Linked DNA regions of Mus musculus: regions 2 and 3 are each linked to region 1. A link is a contact called in public HiChIP or PLAC-seq data. All regions are on one chromosome and are shown on one strand. The core of a region is the stretch at or near the end of the contact, and the rest is flanking DNA. Distances in the headings are between cores, read along the strand shown.

Evidence for each region. HiChIP or PLAC-seq counts read pairs in DNA pulled down with a chosen protein or histone mark.
Region 2: a contact with region 1 is called in an H3K27ac HiChIP or PLAC-seq map of extraembryonic endoderm stem cells, with 6 times the contacts expected there. The contact joins the enhancer-like site here to the promoter of Tbc1d23 in region 1. A contact is called at or near these places in 14 of 39 promoter capture datasets (the 3T3-L1 cell line, 3T3-L1-derived adipocytes, the C10 cell line and 11 more), 3 of 15 datasets of contacts at CTCF or cohesin (the NIH/3T3 cell line, large pre-B cells and stem cell-derived epiblast-like cells), 28 of 484 Hi-C or Micro-C datasets (the 3T3-L1 cell line, B cells, the HPC-5 cell line and 16 more), 38 of 115 datasets of contacts at active chromatin or transcription factors (the 230-238 cell line, CD8 T cells, DN3 thymocytes and 24 more) and 4 of 9 other capture datasets (adipose tissue, liver, macrophages and 1 more).
Region 3: a FOXA1 HiChIP or PLAC-seq map of pancreatic cancer cells shows a contact between it and region 1. The contact joins the enhancer-like site here to the promoter of Tbc1d23 in region 1. A contact is called at or near these places in 13 of 39 promoter capture datasets (the 3T3-L1 cell line, 3T3-L1-derived adipocytes, the C10 cell line and 11 more), 2 of 15 datasets of contacts at CTCF or cohesin (the NIH/3T3 cell line and large pre-B cells), 7 of 484 Hi-C or Micro-C datasets (the 3T3-L1 cell line, bone marrow-derived macrophages, embryonic fibroblasts and 2 more), 11 of 115 datasets of contacts at active chromatin or transcription factors (the 230-238 cell line, astrocytes, bone marrow-derived macrophages and 7 more) and 4 of 9 other capture datasets (adipose tissue, embryonic stem cells, liver and 1 more).

Annotation. Positions count from the first base shown.
Region 1 is chr16:57,229,504-57,233,127 of GRCm38.p6, reverse strand. Tbc1d23 (TBC1 domain family, member 23) reads left to right here and starts at 1,662. Exons shown (of 19, transcript NM_001358433.1): 1 at 1,662-1,814. The coding sequence starts at 1,762.
Region 2 is chr16:57,543,229-57,546,852 of GRCm38.p6, reverse strand. All of the region lies in intron 1 of Cmss1 (cms small ribosomal subunit 1), which reads left to right. All of the region lies in intron 4 of Filip1l (filamin A interacting protein 1-like), which reads right to left. Among named protein-coding and RNA genes, the nearest start is that of Cmss1, 62 kb to the left of the region's middle. Within about 2 kb of position 2,047, at least 14 of the 459 cell types and tissues checked have an H3K27ac peak or open chromatin away from gene starts, as enhancers often do. A contact at or near this core is called in embryonic stem cells, extraembryonic endoderm stem cells and stem cell-derived epiblast-like cells, where this site is marked.
Region 3 is chr16:57,523,500-57,527,123 of GRCm38.p6, reverse strand. All of the region lies in intron 1 of Cmss1 (cms small ribosomal subunit 1), which reads left to right. The region is part of intron 4 of Filip1l (filamin A interacting protein 1-like); the gene reads right to left. Among named protein-coding and RNA genes, the nearest start is that of Cmss1, 82 kb to the left of the region's middle. Within about 2 kb of position 1,868, at least 29 of the 459 cell types and tissues checked have an H3K27ac peak or open chromatin away from gene starts, as enhancers often do. A contact at or near this core is called in embryonic fibroblasts and pancreatic cancer cells, where this site is marked.

The DNA.
Region 1 (3,624 bases), core at 413-2,912:
TTTGGTTTATCACTGGGACAGCTGTGCTACATTATTTAAATAGTTTTTAAAATTCTGGAGCATTTTAGGTACCAAAGTATATTTCAGAAAAAAAAATGATGGATACCCTTGAAGGTACCTCTCAGCTCCTAAAAATGAAATATTAAACATTAGAACCAATATAGTGGCAAACACCTCTCGTACTGCTTCTTTGAGCGGCGGAGGCAGGAAGAACACTTGCGCTTAGGAGCTCACAGACACCAGCCCCGGAGTCAAGCCAAACCTGGTCTTGCCGGGTCTCCAAAGCAAATTCTGAGCTCCTCAAGGTTACTAGTGAGACTGTCTCAAAAGACAAAACAAAACATAACCAGCCAACCAATCGAACAGAAACTTACTTTACTTAATTAAAGCTATTTCTGGTCATTCCTGCCCCATCTAAAACTTAATTGTTTTCAGTTTTTCTACACATTACCCCTGCATTTCTCAGTGTGCATGCATCTATTGCTAATATATTGATATCAAACATAAACGATGCCTTTTGTTTGTAATCTGTTTGGTTCATCTAACAATGGCATTTTCAGATTTATCCATAAATTTCATGTAGTTAACTGCATCGTTGTTCCTGGGCTTAAAAATATTTGTTCAGCTCCTCCCTGAATCTGTACTAGGCAAAGATAGCCCAGGGGCTAGTGTTTTGGTAATACTGGTACTGTGGATGAAACCTGGGTGCGGAACAAGGAGGCCCATTTAGAGGGACAAATGGGACTTTGGCTAGGAAGGGAAGGATCTCGGCAGCTTTCTTTTTTTTTTTTTTTTTTTTAAGATTTATTTATTTATTATATGTAAGTACACTGTAGCTGTCTTCAGACACTCCAGAAGAAGGAGTCAGATCTTGTTACGGATGGTTGTGAGCCACCATGTGGTTGCTGGGATTTGAACTCTGGACCTTCGGAAGAGCAGTCGGGTGCTCTAACCCACTGAGCCATCTCACCAGCCCCCCTCGGCAGCTTTCTTAAACTGATTTTTTAAACTGGAATTTCAGTTTCAGAACTACAGTTGATTCTCCTGGCTGTTAGAAGACATATTTAAGATAGAAGACTAGAGTATAATTTTCTTAACTGGATAGCTTGACAGAGTCCTTCGTGTATTTTTATTTTTCTTGTAGCTCTGGTGATTGAATCATTGAGGATGCTGGGCAAGTGCTGTATGGTTTACTAAGTCCCTGGCCTTTTTATTTTTTTGAATGGTCTTTACAAATGATGTGGTATGTCCTTTCCTTTTTTTCTATTCAGCCTACCTTCTCTGTGTGAATTCATACTTGCCCTCCTCTCTCCACTAGCTGGGATTCTCAATTCTGGCTCACACCGGACAGCCAGAGACCCAAACATTAAGACGCCAAGCCAGGATGCTTCACTTTCAGAGTCTCCTCTGAGCCACGCCTGCCCGCAGCGTGGCGCCCCGCCCCATCCCGGAGAACCCCTCCCACTCCCCAGGGTCGGCCCCGCCCACAAGCCTTGTGCCCCGCCCACTCCGTTCGCGGGCCCTTGGCATCCTGGGATTTGTGGTCTTCCATAATCTTCTCCCTCTCGCAAAGCTCCGGGCTCCGCCTTTCGCCCTAGAGACGTGGTGACGTTGCATCCTTCCAATTCCTCGCCTCCTCCCTCTTTCGCTCTGGTGAGTCTCAAGTCTCAGACTTCATAACTCCTTTTACGACACTGAATCTCTGAGACAGTCTCGGTGCCAGGTCCACTTTTCGGCAAAGTGACGTGGACGTCAACAGCAATGGCGGAAGGAGAAGAGCTTCTGCCACTGTCAACGTCGGGCGGGGACAGCTGGTGAGTGCGAGCCCAGGTTTAATTCCCACTGGCCCCTTCTCTTCCTGTTCGCCATCCTGCCTGTCCCCGAGGTGCTGGCTGGCGGGGCGTGGAGCAAAAGGCACCTGTCCTCCTCTGAGCCCCTGCCCCGCCCCCTCTGCTTCAGGGTCCCCTCTGCCCGCGGGCTTCTGCGGCTGGGGCAGAATCCCGGGGACTCAGGGGCCATCCTGGATCTGCGCCTAAGTCAGGTCCTCCCGCTTGGCCCAGCGAAGAGAGTGGCTTCCCCACTGAGTTCGCCGAGTCCCTAGCCAGGGAGTTGGAATGGGCGCACTAAGGAGGAAGTTCTTGGATGGAGATCTCAGACCATTTGAAATGAGATCTTTTGAAATAACCACCGCGACCTTTGACAGTGCAGAGGTCGTGAGATACACCCAGCAAGATTCCTTCTACGTAGTTCAGGGTTGTCTTTAAAAAAAAAAATTATTATTATTAATTTTGTTTATCTCCCAACAGTTTCTAACATTTGTTATTATTATTTTTTTTTCTTCCCCACCACTTTCCTCACAATTTAATTTCATGACTTGGAGGGCGTTTTGAATTTTGTTACTGTTTCTCCCGGGCATTTGCATGTGTCTCTGGGGCTGTGGGAAGATTTGGTTTTTAAAGGAACTCATGTAGCCCAAGGCTGGCCTCGAACTTTCTGAGTGGCTGAGGATGACTGTGGACTTCCAATGCTTTTGCTTTCTCCTCCCGAGTGCTGGCTTGTAAGCTCCATCCTGCCTGGTTTGTGTTGGGCTGGGGATTGAACCGAGGGCTTCCTGTGTGCTAGGACAAGCATTCTACCAACTGTGATACATCCCCAACCCTGCCAATACCTTTTTGGTAGGCATTATTTTTCCCACTGAGGGTCATTAATTTTTGGTGGACACTTCTACTTTTGAAGTTGTGTGTGTGTGTGTGTGCACGTGTATATCTTACAGTTGATCTAACTGTATTGACCAGGTGTAAGACTCATGGATTTTGCTGTTGTTTTTCACAGTGTTTATATATCACTGTCACGGTGTACCTACACACAATGCAAGCCTTTGGTAAATTTGTACTTTACTAATTGAGGACAATAGAAATAACAGAAAGGAATACACGATATAGCAGTTGAGTAGCTGGTCTTCTGGGGACTGACAGGTACACATGTAGCAAGCTAAAGTTAATTTTGTTCTCTGAGATTGTAAATAAGTGTTGTGGGAGTTCAGAAGAGGCAGAAACCATTTCAGCATGCATTACAAAAGCTCATGGAGGCACTGGTGTGTGAGTTAGACTCTGAAGCATCAGTAAGACTTACCTTAACATTGTTCAAAATAGTCACTATAATGTGAGCTACGGAAGGAATTAATTAAAATTTCTTTCCTTTGCCTCATTGAAAACTTAAAAAACAATAACAAAAACCAGGTAGAACTTTTACTATGTTTAAAAAAAATATATCCAACACCAATGTATTATTTGAATATGTGCTCATTATTTAAAAGCAGTTTTTCATTTATTTATTTGTTTGAAGGCAGGGTCTCACTGTGTAGCCCTAGCTGGTCCAGAACTTGCTATATAGCCTTGTCTGACCTCTGTCTCCTAAGCTCTAGGATTAAAGGTGTATACCACCACAACCAGATTTAGTTTTTAATTTTTACCCATATGAAAAGATTTATGTACACTTTATACTTATCATGAATTTCAGTTGGTCTAGCCATATTTCAAATATTAAATACCTTACAGAGCTGGAGGCTAAATCCCAGATTGTGCTATGCTGTTAAGAGAATAAAGAAACGGCAGAAATGGAGGC
Region 2 (3,624 bases), core at 798-3,297, 310 kb before region 1:
CGGCATGGAATCGTGTATGCGACGGGTTTCTAGGAGGTGGCAGGAACCGGACATGGGATTTTCTTATAGGTCAAACATTATAAGAAATGGACTTTCTCTGACACAACAGCCAGCTGTTGTATCTGCAGACTCCAACCAGCCATTTGTTGTGCTTCACTGACTCTCAAGAACTGATGAATAGCTTTTCATTTCTTTCCTTTCTATGAAATTTCTTCTTGAACTGTGGCTCTTGTTCCCTTCTCACATATAACTTATTATGAAATAGTCGAGCTAGGACTACTGCACTTCAAAATAGGCTGAGAAAATTTCACTTCCTTGCCTAGTTCTGGCTAATTAGCATATCCTTCTCCATTCTGTCATCATTGAGTTTTCCTGTAAATTAGCATGGCAACAAATTAAGGTAAGGCCCTTTTCTACAATTAGCAATCTGCATTTGTAATCTAAATAAGCAGTTGGTTTAAGGTGTTATTTGGAAAAGGAACAGAGGAGTTTTCCTGTAGAGTTAGTTACTTTCTGTATGGAAAAAGAGGTTTCTAGATAAAAGGGCTGAAGGCCAGGAAGGATTAACTAAATTTTACCATAGAAGATTACTTTTTTTTTTTTTGAGCCATTCTTACGTAGTCCAGGCTCAAACTGCTGTGTAGCTGACTCCCTGCCTAGGACTACAGACATGTATGTACAGGCTTACACAGATCTGAGGATCAAACTCCTAGCCTTCTGCCTGCCAGGCAAGCGTTTTACCACCCGAGCTACATTATCAGCCTGAAGTTCTTTCTCATATAGTTACAAATAGTTTCCCATAGTTTCATTTCCTGTGGTTCAAGCAAATGAAGGTTATTGTGATGCTCACAGCAACGCATGTCCTCGGTGAAGCTAGTCATGATAGCCCTCCCCTAGCCCTCCTGTTGTCTTTGGTTGAATTCGGATTGGCAGCAAGACTGTCCTCGGTCCTAATGTGCTGTCCTCTTGAAACCTTTGTGCGAAGCCCCTCTGCCCCCGAGCACCAAGAAACTGCCATGGATCTGAATTATGGGGCTGGTCCATCTTCTTGCTCCTACACAAAGGAACCAAGGGACTGTGTGCTGTATGAGCAGCTGTAGACTCCCTCCACCCTTCTTTCTGTTCTCCAGCTGGTACCTGCCTGGTTAGGCAATGTAGATACCCTCAAAACTACCTCTGTTCAGGGCAGCAGCCACTGTGCTCCAAGATGGCAAAAGGTAACATTGAACCTGGATACACACAGAGACTATGGTGACTGTGTGTGTGTGTGTGTGTGTGTGTGTGTGTGTGCCTGCTCACTCTTATGCACAGCCTGTGTTTTAGAGCATCCATAGTCTTTGAAGTTTCCAGAAGCCCATTATCTTTCCCTCCCTCCCTCCCACTCTCCATCTTACCCTCTCTCCTGTCTTCCCTTCTCTCTCCCTTTCTTCCCCTTCCCTTTCCCTCCCCCCTTCCTTTCCTTTTTTTTTTTTTCCTTTCTTTCTTTTCTTCTTTTCCCTCTAAGATAGGATTTCTCTTTATAGCCCTGGCTGTCCTAGAACTCCCTCTATAGACCAGGCTGGCCTCGAACTCAGATCAGCCTGTCTCTGCTTCCAGGGTGATGGGATTAAAGGTGTGTTCCAACACTGCCTGGCACCCTTTGATTATGGTTATCTGGAACAGCAACCTATACCCTTGAGAGCTGATGACCCTGAGTGCGTGCGGGGGCGGGGGAGGGGGGCGCAGCAGTGAGGCTGTGGGAGGAGAGGGCTTTGCGAGTGAGGGGTAGGCTCTTTGCTAACTAAGTAGTTCATGTTTACCTTCATTCTGGGATTAACAGGGATCTTCGTAATATGAAAAGACAAAAAAGTAATCCGGCACATAATTCTGCCAGATGAACACTTCGAGTTGTTAAAAAAATCCAGTGTTTTCATTCTGTTTGTATGTATGCGTGTGTAAGTTTATACATTTTAATTGTGTTGGTCACAAAAGCAGCTGCATCCTGCTATCCCTTACCATGACAAGGCTTCATTCTTCACTGTATGAAGTAAGTATTTTGTGTGGCACAGAGATCTGTCCCTTTCCCCCTTGTAATGCTGTGAGATAGATGCGGTATTCCTATGAGCAGGCAAGCATGCCAAGTAGGTGAGCAGAGTGGCCTGGGGAGAAGGAAGAGGCATAAACACGATGCCGCCATTGCATGGGAACAGGAAAAGCCTGCGATTTAGGGCCAACCCATTTGCTTATTTATCCTGACAAACATTTCGTTTCCTTGGCAACTAATAATAGTTTTGAGAAATTGTTGGACTCACAAGTATTACTGTAGGAGTAAAAAGCCCTCGAATCACAGAAATTAGAGACGGAAAAGACCTATTAGTCTTCTTGTCTTTTGCCAGTACAGCTGTCCTCGGTGTTTTATCTAGTCCATTCTTCTAAAGGGATCTTGTCAAACAGATTACACTCTGTGTCTTAAAGAATGTGTTTTTAAAGAAACTAGTTGACAGAGCTTTTCATGGAGATATAGAACTTGTTATCAAGGAAAGATATTTGTAGAGAAAGAATAGCCCCTTTCTTGTACACAGTTTGTACTTAACAATTAAGTTCTAAAAGAGGTTACTTTGTGTAAGAGTCAGAAAACACCAGCATCATTTGAATCTCATTAGTTTTTCTGCCATCTGCTCAACCTATTCTATGCATGAAGGATATATTTTAAAATATATTATGTTGCAGGGTGGTGGTGTTCATGGTGGTGGTGGTGGCGGCAGCGGCAGAGGCACACACCTTTAATCCCAGCACTTAAGGGGCAGAGTCAGGCAGGGAGCTCTCTGGCCCTAAATGATGCATTTTAACTTCATTCTAAATATATTAAGTATCTAAATATATTAGATTTACTCATTTTATGTGATAAAAGTTTGCCTGTATGTGTGTGTGTGTGTGCTATGTGCATGCTTGGTGCCTATGAAAGTCAGAAGAGGGCATCATCCCCCGAAGCTGGACTTAGAAATGATTGTGAAACACCACATGGATGCTGGGAATTGAACTCTGACCCTCTGCAAGATCAAGTACTGATAAGGGATGCCTCCAGCCCCAAGTCAGCATATTTAGAAACAAAATTCAATGATTCTATATAGTATTGATGTCTGGGAAGCAGCGCTGTACTTTTGAAATCTCAGCACTAGAGAGGTAGTAGGAGAGACATGGAGAGGCCCAGGCCAGTTTGGGTTCAGTAGGAGCACCCTAGTGCAAAACAAGTCGGAGCAAGCAAAGGATGCAGCAGGTGAGCAGCCATGCTGTCTGTCTGGAGGCTGTCTGCCTACTGATAAGCAGGAACATTCCAGGGAGCTGTCTGTGCTGTCTTTGCAAGTCTCTGTACTTCCTGTTTATCTTCATGGTAGCATCAATGGCTTCCGCCTTAGTGGGACATTTGCAGTTAGGAAAGGATCACTCAGGAACTCTCTGTCCTCTCCTGACAAGGGTTCCAGGACCTTTATTTCTTAGTCAAGAGTTCTCTAGTGGTTTGAATAAGAATGATCTGAGTAGGCGCATATATTTGAATGCTTAGTCATCAGGGAGTGGCACTATTTGAAAAGGATTAGGAGGAGTGGCCTTATTGGAGGAAGTATCTTACTGAGAGTGGGCTTAAAG
Region 3 (3,624 bases), core at 619-3,118, 290 kb before region 1:
GAGAATGACTGAGTGTCCTGTGGATAATAATAGCACCTACCTCAGAGTTACGGTGTGGACTAAATGCGGTGACTCAGCTCAGCACACGAGTGTTTGAAGCTAACTGTAACCGTTGCCGTCACCACTGTTACAACTAGTTATCCTCTTCTTCTAAGGGATCTTTTCATTGTTTTTGTATAAAATACACAAATAGAATCTACTAACTCTCAAAAATAAATCCCGGTATTTTCGTTTTTACCATTGCGATGAAATTTTACTGTCATGTGAGTGAACCTCCTGTGTGCTAGAAGCACAGTCGGGAGCTCTCACAGCCCCTGAACCTTTGCTCTTCCTAAGTGCTCAGGCTGTAGGCTTAAGGTACTGTGCTGTACTTCCTTCCCATGGGGCCAGGGCCTCACATGCTTAGCAAGCGCTCCACTAACTGAGCTGTGTCCTAGCCCTTGACGTTCTGTGTAAGATACTCTGAACCTCTTTCCTCTTTCAAAAAATAATAATGGGAAACTCTTTCTGTGTGCCAACAGCACTATTGCAGAGAACTTGGGAATTCTCTAAGTTCTCTAACTGTTGCCGAATTTAGAAAGCCAGTGCTCTAATGGGGACATTTCTGAAACAAGGGGATGGTTAAAGTGGCCTAGTTTGGGAACATAGGTGTAAACAGAGGTGAAAAGAATGCAGAACAACTTTTGGGACCCTTCAGCATCTTCTCGTGAGTCCCTTCCTTATCTGACTCAGCATCAAGCACAGAATGAAAAGAGAAAGGGCTTAGAGCTAAGTTTGGGTGTGGTGTGGAACCTCCAAAATACACTTACTTTTTATATCTGTGTGTGTACACGTGAAAGTGAACACGCACAGGGTTGTGGACACCATGGATGTCTGATTCGGAACCTTTTAGCAGGAAGAAGTGGGGCATCAAACAGCTTTAGAACCACTCAGTTGTATCCTAATTATGTGTTAGGCACTATCTCCCAAGGGTAACAATATGATGAAAAATCACTTTGGAGCAGAAATGTGAACTCACAGCTGGGGCAGCATTTGTTTTAGGTGAAGCAGCCGTTCCTAATGGCAAGAGAGAAGAGGACAGTGGGTTTAATGGGAAGAGTTTCCTTTGTACAAAAAGCAATAATATGGCTAGCAGTGGGCTGTTAAAAGAAAAAAATTAACATTTGATCCATCTTGTCATTCTTCTGATAGGTTAAAAAGCACACACGCGCGAGCACACACACACACACACACACACACACAACCCAGGCTGCACACTTCAGTCAGCTCTTAGGGTCTACAGTTGCTATCAGGTCAGTACACTTAGATGACTTTGCTGCGTATTTTTACCACATTTTTATTGCATTTGCATTCAGCTGCCCATTGGATTCTCAGGTTGCCTGCAAAGTAGGTGCTGAGAGTCTTGGTCTGCAACCCTTTTCCTGTTCTTTCACTAGAGTGAGCCCTTCAGACTCAGAGTTCATTTATCATTGTCAACAAGAGCTGTCGTCATCCAACAAGAGTGAATGAGAAATTTTACTTCTTTAGGCAAGAAGTCTATTGAGAGCTGAGATTTTAATTAAGAAAAGGGCTGATTATTTAATAGTTAAAGGCTTCAGTTTCGGATCAGCTTACGTTAATTGCTCTTTATAGTATTAAATAGTCTTAGCTATCCAAAATCCATGGAATTTTTAATAGAGTTTGTTTATATATAATTTCTGTTATTTAACTTAGATGAAGTTAAATCTAGTCTAAAAACCTGTATGGATTTCAAACCTCACAGAGGATTAAAGTCTATAAAAATTCAAATAACTTCATCCAGTGAGCATGTTTACCATAGTGTGTCATCAAACTTCTCGGTTTTCTGGTTAGAAAACCGGTTTGGAATAGACTGACTCACACTGTGGACAGATAGAACGCAAACACAGTCAGAGTTAACCTCAGCGAACCCAGGGCAGACAGAGTTTTGTGAGCTTTTTGGGAAGGAGGGGTGTGAATGCCCTAATTGTTACCCCTAATAGTCCCAGATAAGCTTCATGAAGGAAGGTAAAGCCAAGGCCGTTTGTGCCCATTTTGCAGATGGAGACTTTGTGTCATTTGCTTTCTTCACATTGTCCAACCAACATGGAGTCAAAGCATGACCAGGGACAGAGGATAATATCTAAGGAGGATTAGCCGAAAGTGGCTCTTCTGGAGGATAGGCGATGGAGACTGAAATGCCTCCGTGGCAGAACTTGGACATATATAAAATAAATGATGCTCTGATCCCTGCTTGGTTTTCATTAGAGTAGATCTCATTGCCTTTTGCTCACATGTTGCTGTAATTAGCTCATTTTGGGCCAGCCAGAAAGGATTAGGTAGCATATTACAACAGCTCCCTTTTTATGATTTAGGATAAAATGAGATTTGATTTTCCATTTGCTTCAGCCAAATGGAAATGTATTTCTCCAATCCCATTTTGCCATGAAGCTGTTATCAGGAAGTTGTACAGTAATGGGATGGCATACTTGGGATCCGTTTTTAAAGAGCTCTGCTTATAATTTTGTTCTGATTGTTAACCTTGTTGTTATTGTTACTATTCTTAGATTCTCTCCAACTTTGGTATTAGACACTTAAAATGCAGTTATTTGTATATACTGTGGATTCTCTGACAAATTGGGGTGTCAGGTTGAGACTTTTGTTCATGGTATGAGTTCAAAATAAAGAGAAAAATCAGGTTTATGGCATACAACCTAATGTGTATCCAACCTCAAGCTACAACAGTATCTCATAAACTGATTTTTTTACTTCCTTTGTTTCTGTACATGTAATTTCTACTAGCTAAATGCCTTCAAGCTAAATGTTGAGTGCCAGAAGGCCTTCACACTTACTCCTATGGAACTAATCATTCCCTCTAAATCAGCCCTTCTCAGCCTTTCACAGGGGTTGTCTAAGACCATCCGCACATCAGATATTTACATTAAGATTCATAACAGTAGCAAAATTAGTTATGAAGTAGCAATGAAAATAATTTATGATTGGGGGTCATCATAGCATGAGCATAAGGAAGGTTGAGAACCACTGCTCTAAATTTTTAGAATTTATCAGTAAGCTTTTTCCTCTCTCCCTCCCCCTTCCCTGCCTTCCCTCTCCTCTTTTTTCTTCCCTTCCCTTTATTCCTCATCCTACCTCTCCTCTTTCTTGTCTTCCCTCTTCTCCCTTCCCCTCTTCCCTCCTTCTTCTCCCTTCCCCTCTTCCCTCCTTCTTCTCCCTTCCCCTCTTCCCTCCCTCTTCTCCCTTCCCCTCTTCCCTCCCTCTTCTCCCTTCCCCTCTTCCCTCCCTCTTCTCCCTTCCCCTCTCCCCTCTCTCTTCTCCCTTCCCTCTATCCCCTCCCTCTTCTCCCTTCCCCTCTTCCCTCCCTCTTTTACTCCCTTCCTTTCTTCCAACAGGATCACTTGAATACCAGGCTGATCTTGAGTTCACTACATAGCCAAGGATCCTCTTGCTGCACTTACCTCCCATGTACTAAGATGTTGGTTTGAGTCACAGTGTCCTGTCTATGTATAGATGCTGGGGGATTGAACCTAGGGCCTCATGCATGCTAGACAAAGTAGTCTGCCAACTGAGCTGCACTCCCAGCCCAATAAGGGTTCTTTTTAAATACAC